Linked DNA regions of Mus musculus: region 1 is linked to region 2. Evidence: chromatin contacts called from public Hi-C data. All regions are on one chromosome and are shown on one strand. The core of a region is the stretch at or near the end of the contact, and the rest is flanking DNA. Distances in the headings are between cores, read along the strand shown. Region 1 overlaps Kcnma1 (potassium large conductance calcium-activated channel, subfamily M, alpha member 1). Region 2 overlaps Kcnma1 (potassium large conductance calcium-activated channel, subfamily M, alpha member 1).

What was found. Hi-C and Micro-C count contacts between places; a contact is called where the count stands out from the background.
Region 1: a Hi-C map of cerebral cortex shows a contact between it and region 2, with 1.9 times the contacts expected there. The contact joins two enhancer-like sites. A contact is called at or near these places in 3 of 484 Hi-C or Micro-C datasets (cerebral cortex and cortical neurons) and 1 of 9 other capture datasets (embryonic stem cells).

Annotation. Positions count from the first base shown.
Region 1 is chr14:23,758,566-23,761,356 of GRCm38.p6, reverse strand. The region is part of intron 2 of Kcnma1 (potassium large conductance calcium-activated channel, subfamily M, alpha member 1); the gene reads left to right. Among named protein-coding and RNA genes, the nearest start is that of Gm51422, 110 kb to the right of the region's middle. Within about 2 kb of position 1,391, at least 20 of the 459 cell types and tissues checked have an H3K27ac peak or open chromatin away from gene starts, as enhancers often do. A contact at or near this core is called in cerebral cortex, where this site is marked.
Region 2 is chr14:23,586,353-23,589,052 of GRCm38.p6, reverse strand. The region is part of intron 5 of Kcnma1 (potassium large conductance calcium-activated channel, subfamily M, alpha member 1); the gene reads left to right. Among named protein-coding and RNA genes, the nearest start is that of Gm51422, 62 kb to the left of the region's middle. Within about 2 kb of position 1,377, at least 11 of the 459 cell types and tissues checked have an H3K27ac peak or open chromatin away from gene starts, as enhancers often do. A contact at or near this core is called in cerebral cortex, where this site is marked.

The sequences.
Region 1 (2,791 bases), core at 142-2,641, 170 kb before region 2:
TTCCTCTGGCCATACATGAAATACACATTGTGCCTTAGTTAGGGTTCTACTGCTGTGAACAGACACCATAGCCAAAGCAACGCTTATAAAGATAACATTTAATTGGGGCTGGCTTATCCATTATCATCACTGTGGGAGTATGGTGCGTCCAGGCAGGCATGATGCAGGAGGAGCTGAGAGTTCTACATCTTCATATGAAGGCTGCTAGCAGAACACTGACTTCCAGGCAGCTAGGATGAGGTTCCTAAAGCCCACACCCACAGTGACACACCTACTCCAACAAGTCCACACCTTCTAATAGTGCCACTCCTTGGGTCAAGCACATGCAAATCATCACACATGGGGGAACTGAGCCTCATGTGAGGATGATTGAAAACTTTTTGGATTGGGTGAAAGATGCTTGAATTCCTAGCTGCTCCAAGTGTCCCTCCCTACACTCAAGGCAACATAAGACTCTGCTAAATGTGGCTGTCTCTGCTTCTTGGAGAGTTCATGGGCCAAAGCAAAAGTGACTTCGCTAGCTTGGCTGTAGCGGAAGAGGTTGGGAAACCACACTGCTAACCTTTGCATCTGGGCCCAAAGGAGGAACAGTACTGAGTACTACCTGTAAATAATGGCTCCCAGAATCCCCCAGGCTCCTTCTTTCTGCAAGGTCCTCTGGTCATCATTACTTCTCCAAAGCTGCTACCATTTTAGCACAGGCTTTTTTCCCAGATCATTTATCCCATTGCATCCTATCTACTGGTTCATCTTTCTTCTCCAAGACAACAACAGGCTTTTCTCTAAGCCTGGGGTAGCCGCCTCTTTTTTCTATGTTGAGTCAGTTCCAAAAAATAGTGCAAACATCAGGGGCATAATTCAGGATACATAATGAAACGGTTCTCTTGTGTACTTTCATCAGATTATTACCGTCCTTGTAGTTGATATCTAATTATTCTTGTCATTTCACTCTAAGTCGTTGTGTCTCTTTTTTTATGTCTTTGCCTCTCAGCCCCTTTAGTTGCCTTGCAATTGTTCTGTTCATTCATCAGCTGTCCACCAAGCACCTACAAGGTACCTGTGAGGCACTCTGTAGATAGGAGCTCCATGTATATGTATGATCTAATCAGGACACACGGGATTAGAGATGACTCAGGATGATGACACTTCCTAAACTGGCTCACCTTCATCTCAGGCTGATATCCCTCATGGAAGGGGGATTAATTGTAGGCCAACTGAACAGTTATGTGAAGTGGGGATGGGGCTCTCATTTCTAGACATACCTCAAGCATCTCTTGAATGAATAGCTCATTCACTGTTGAATGAGGCCACCCAGATACACACGCACTCATTCCTGGAGTCACCTTCTAATTCTAAGGTTTCATAATGAGAGCATGCTTTCTTCAGGGGAGCAGGTGTCTGGTAGACTTGGACTCCTACGCTGTTCTTCCGATTATTTCCGGAGATCGGCACCTCTCCACTCTGGCTTGGCTGCACTTGTTTCTGTCACCCCCACAGGGCTGTGTTGTTTGTTCCTGGAGCAGAGAGACATCTGTCATCCTTACTGAGCCTTGACAGATGCCACATTCAAAGAACCAGCACTGGTTTGAACACAGAAAGCAGCGGCTGTGCTGTCATTGCCAGGATGGCTCAGTATAACTATTCCCACTGCCTCCTCCCCAGGCACAACCTTTCTTACCAGCTCTTGCAGAAGCAACCTTTCTGTGCTGAGGTGTTCTGAAGACTTGAACTAAAAGAATACCAAGCTTTGAGAAGCAAAGGTGAGGCAAGCAATGGGATTACAGGCTATGATACCTTTTGGGTGACATGTACCCATACCTCTGTGGGCTAGGAGAAGGCTAGAACACTGATCCCAAGCACAGTGGGGAAGACCTGGCAGGCAGGACAAAACCTCCTCATGGGTGTGAACAAGTCTCCTTTTGTCTATTCTCGAAAGTGCAGCCAGGCAGTGGTGGCACACACCTTTAATCCCAGCCTTAGGAGGTAGAGGCAAGCAGATTTCTGAGTTCGAGGCCAGCCTGGTCTACAAAGTGAGTTTCAGCACATCCAGGGCCACACAGAGAAACCCTGTCTCAAAAAAAACAACAATAAATAAATAAATAAATAAATAAATAAATAAATAAATAAAAACAGAAAAAAGAAAATGCCTCATTTGACCCTTGCCATCTCCGAGAACCAGAACTTGGGTAAATAGTATGTACATACACAGAATACATGGATGGCATTGAGTATTAAAGACTCCCGCTATTACATAAGATGGATGGCCTGAGGTTACTTCAAAGGCAAAACTTGGAGCAATGAAGATAAGAATATATGTGTCAGGGTCAGAAGATAAAGGAGAACCAGAGATAAAGTCCTTTAATCCAGTAGGGAAATCTTTGAAATAATTTATATGATGCATTATGTTCCTTCTTTTGGATGTCATCTTATTTTGACCATTTATTACCAATTCTCTATGAATCCCAGCCGACAAGCCCGAGAGTGTTCATGGACTTGCTTTGAAGAAGGCTGGGTTGAGAGTAGTCCTGTTTGGCATGCTCTGGACAGACTGTAGCCAGGAAATGATGCTGGAGCCAGATCTGTAAGCCAATGAGGGAAAGGGGATTATATGTTTTGTGTAGGCAAAGCTGTCAGGGGCTGAGATTTCTCCTAGCTCCTTCTGATTCTTCCATGCCTCTGTCACTGGTGTCCCTGGGATTTCCAGCCTGCCTCACCTTGTTTTCTTTTGCTTTAGAGCCTCTTTTTTCTTTTAGAAGCTGACATTTGCATTCTCCCAGTGTTCTCTTTGCAT
Region 2 (2,700 bases), core at 128-2,627:
TAGATGCCACCTAGCCCCAGATTTCTCATTCAAACCATACTTACTTATTGCTGAGGGGAAAGTTTTGCTTCTTGGCTCTGAGATGTGCTTGCTGAGAATGGTCAGTATGTCCAGATCATGAGAGCCACATGCAAATCTCCGTCCTGAGTAGGTCCATGGGCTGGCGCATCCCAGCCTTCTCAGCTGAGCTGACGATTGGCTTTGTGACCTTTGTGACTGGGTCTTGTTCTCCACTCAGTCTGTGAAGGACATTGACAGACTGCCGCCTTATAATTCTGAGAAGGGCAGGAACCGAGGGACTTTAGAAATCAATAAATGATGCAGCCTCATGGGAAGCATCAGTGTTGAAACTGAAAACAGAGCAATGGCATGCTGGATTATAAAATTAATAACATTAACAATAACAACAATAATAGTAACAACAACAACCCAACCAAAACAATCAAAAGAACCTGTCCACTCTTGCAGGAGAAAACATTTAATACGATGCTTTTGCTTCTTAGTAACTGCCCTTGGGTGGAGTCCCAAACCTTCCTGCCTATTACGGAAGAGTCATTTTAGTCAAAAACTAGGAGGTCCCTCTGTCTGATTTAATACATAGGTTATCACCCTGGGAAACAAGCATTGTACTCATGAGCCACCACAGAAACTAATGAACGTTCTCAGGAAACAGTCCTACAAAGATGAAAAGGACCATTAGGTGTGAACAGCCTTTCCCTTATCCTGGAAAGTGGAGGTATACTGCCTTCACACTGACTGGGATTTGGGATAAGATAGATACAAGAAATAAGACTACTGAAGTACTGCACAAAGTTTTGAGGGTGGGGGCATGGTACTGCTGGCATCATGGTGATTGAAAACCAGAGTGGTTACCAGGGGCCTGATCTGTATCTCTTACAATGCACCACCCAGACCATGTTGCCATTCTTATTCTTAGCACAGGATTGCATATTATATAATAAAGCATATATATCACTTATATATGTCCGTTTAAGACACTCAGTAATACAGCCAACATAACAATGGTGAGTATTCAAATGCTGCAGCAATGGTCCTACCATTCAATCTGTTACCTAAATCCTCTCAATCTTCAGATCAAACCTATGAGGTAGGAATTGTTAATTACTTCATGTTTCCAGACCAGGCACCTGAAGCTCAGAGAGGTTGACTCTCTTGTCCAAGTTCACACAGCCTGTTTGGACAATTTTCCCCAGTCTGACATGATGTCACTGCACTCTTTTGCTGACCTTGAGCTTCTGACCTTAACCTTGCAAGATTGGGAGCTTTGAGGACCGATTTGGGAAAGGCAGCACCCACTCTGCTGCTTGATGTTGGCATTCCTCCATCCCCACTTACTCATCCCACAACGCTTTGCCTCGGGCCGGAAGGGAGGGGGAGAGCTCTTATTTAAGAGCGCACACTCCTATATCTCTTCTCTCGCACTCCTCCTTTGCCACCTCCAGTTTCTAGAAATGCCACGAGGACCAGAGAAGCATACAGAAGTGGCATGGTGTCTCCCAAGTTTCGGGGCACTTCGTCAGCTTGTAGATCTTGCAGAGGACCAAGGGCTTCCATGTGATCACACTCAGCAGAGAGAAGTAGATCAGAATCCAGCTCTCTGTTCTGTCCCAGTTCAATTAGCTCTTCCTCAGCCACTGGCCCACGGGTCTCTTGATGCAAGATCACACTTACTTGCCTCCAGTCCTGCTTTCTTAGTATTATCCCCTGTAAAAGGATGGTAGCAAGGGCGGCTCCCTCATAGGGTTACAACTGGGCTCTAGTGTGGAAGCTACATACTAAGAACATAGTGAAAACTTTGCTAGCAGGGCAATAGCTATCCCAGCCTCTTTCTCTAACTTTTCCTCCATACTTTAAAGTACCAAAGAATCATATAGAGCAGGATGGGACCCCACAAAAGGCAGCAGGATGGGACGGCATCTATGTCTGCAGACGGCAAAGCTCTGCTTGTTTTAATTCCCATTCTCACACATGGGCTCATCCCTTCACAAAAATCCTCACCCCAACCACTAAAATAAGTGCACCCTGAAATGAGAGGAGGATTTTATTTTGAGCTACGAACAACACGTTTATCTGTCTGTTCTTTTAGAAACTCTACCCCCATGCGCGGTCAGCCATGCCACCTTTGTGCATGTAGATGTTTGTGTAGAAAGTCATCTCCTGTGGTTAGAGGAATGGAATAGGAGAAGCTTACTCACTGACCAGTTGCCTGATGTGCCTTTTATTATCTTAGTGATAGAGTTGAAACCCTGGGCCTTGTCTATGCTGGACAAGTGCTTCCCTCCCGAGTCACAGTTACAGCCCTGCCTAACCAATTTTTATTGAGCAGGTATTATGTGCTTAGCACTGGCTTGTGAGTATCACAGAAACAGCCTCCCTCTTTGTTAGCTGTGCCATGTTTTTAAACAGATTTTACCCATATTCTCTCTCTGACAGAATGAGGAGCGTGACTGGGGCCTCCAATGAATGGAACTTATCCATTCTAGGTCCAACAGTAGACCTTAACACCTTCAACAAATTTCACTAGAAAACAGAACACTCTAGTATGAAATAGAAAAATGAGCTAGTGGCCAGTCATAGAGGAAAACAACAACGAAATTGAGGCTATCTACTTAAAAATATGACTTTGTATCCTTTGTGTGTGTGTGTGTGTGTGTGTGTGTGTGTGTGTGTGTGTGTGTG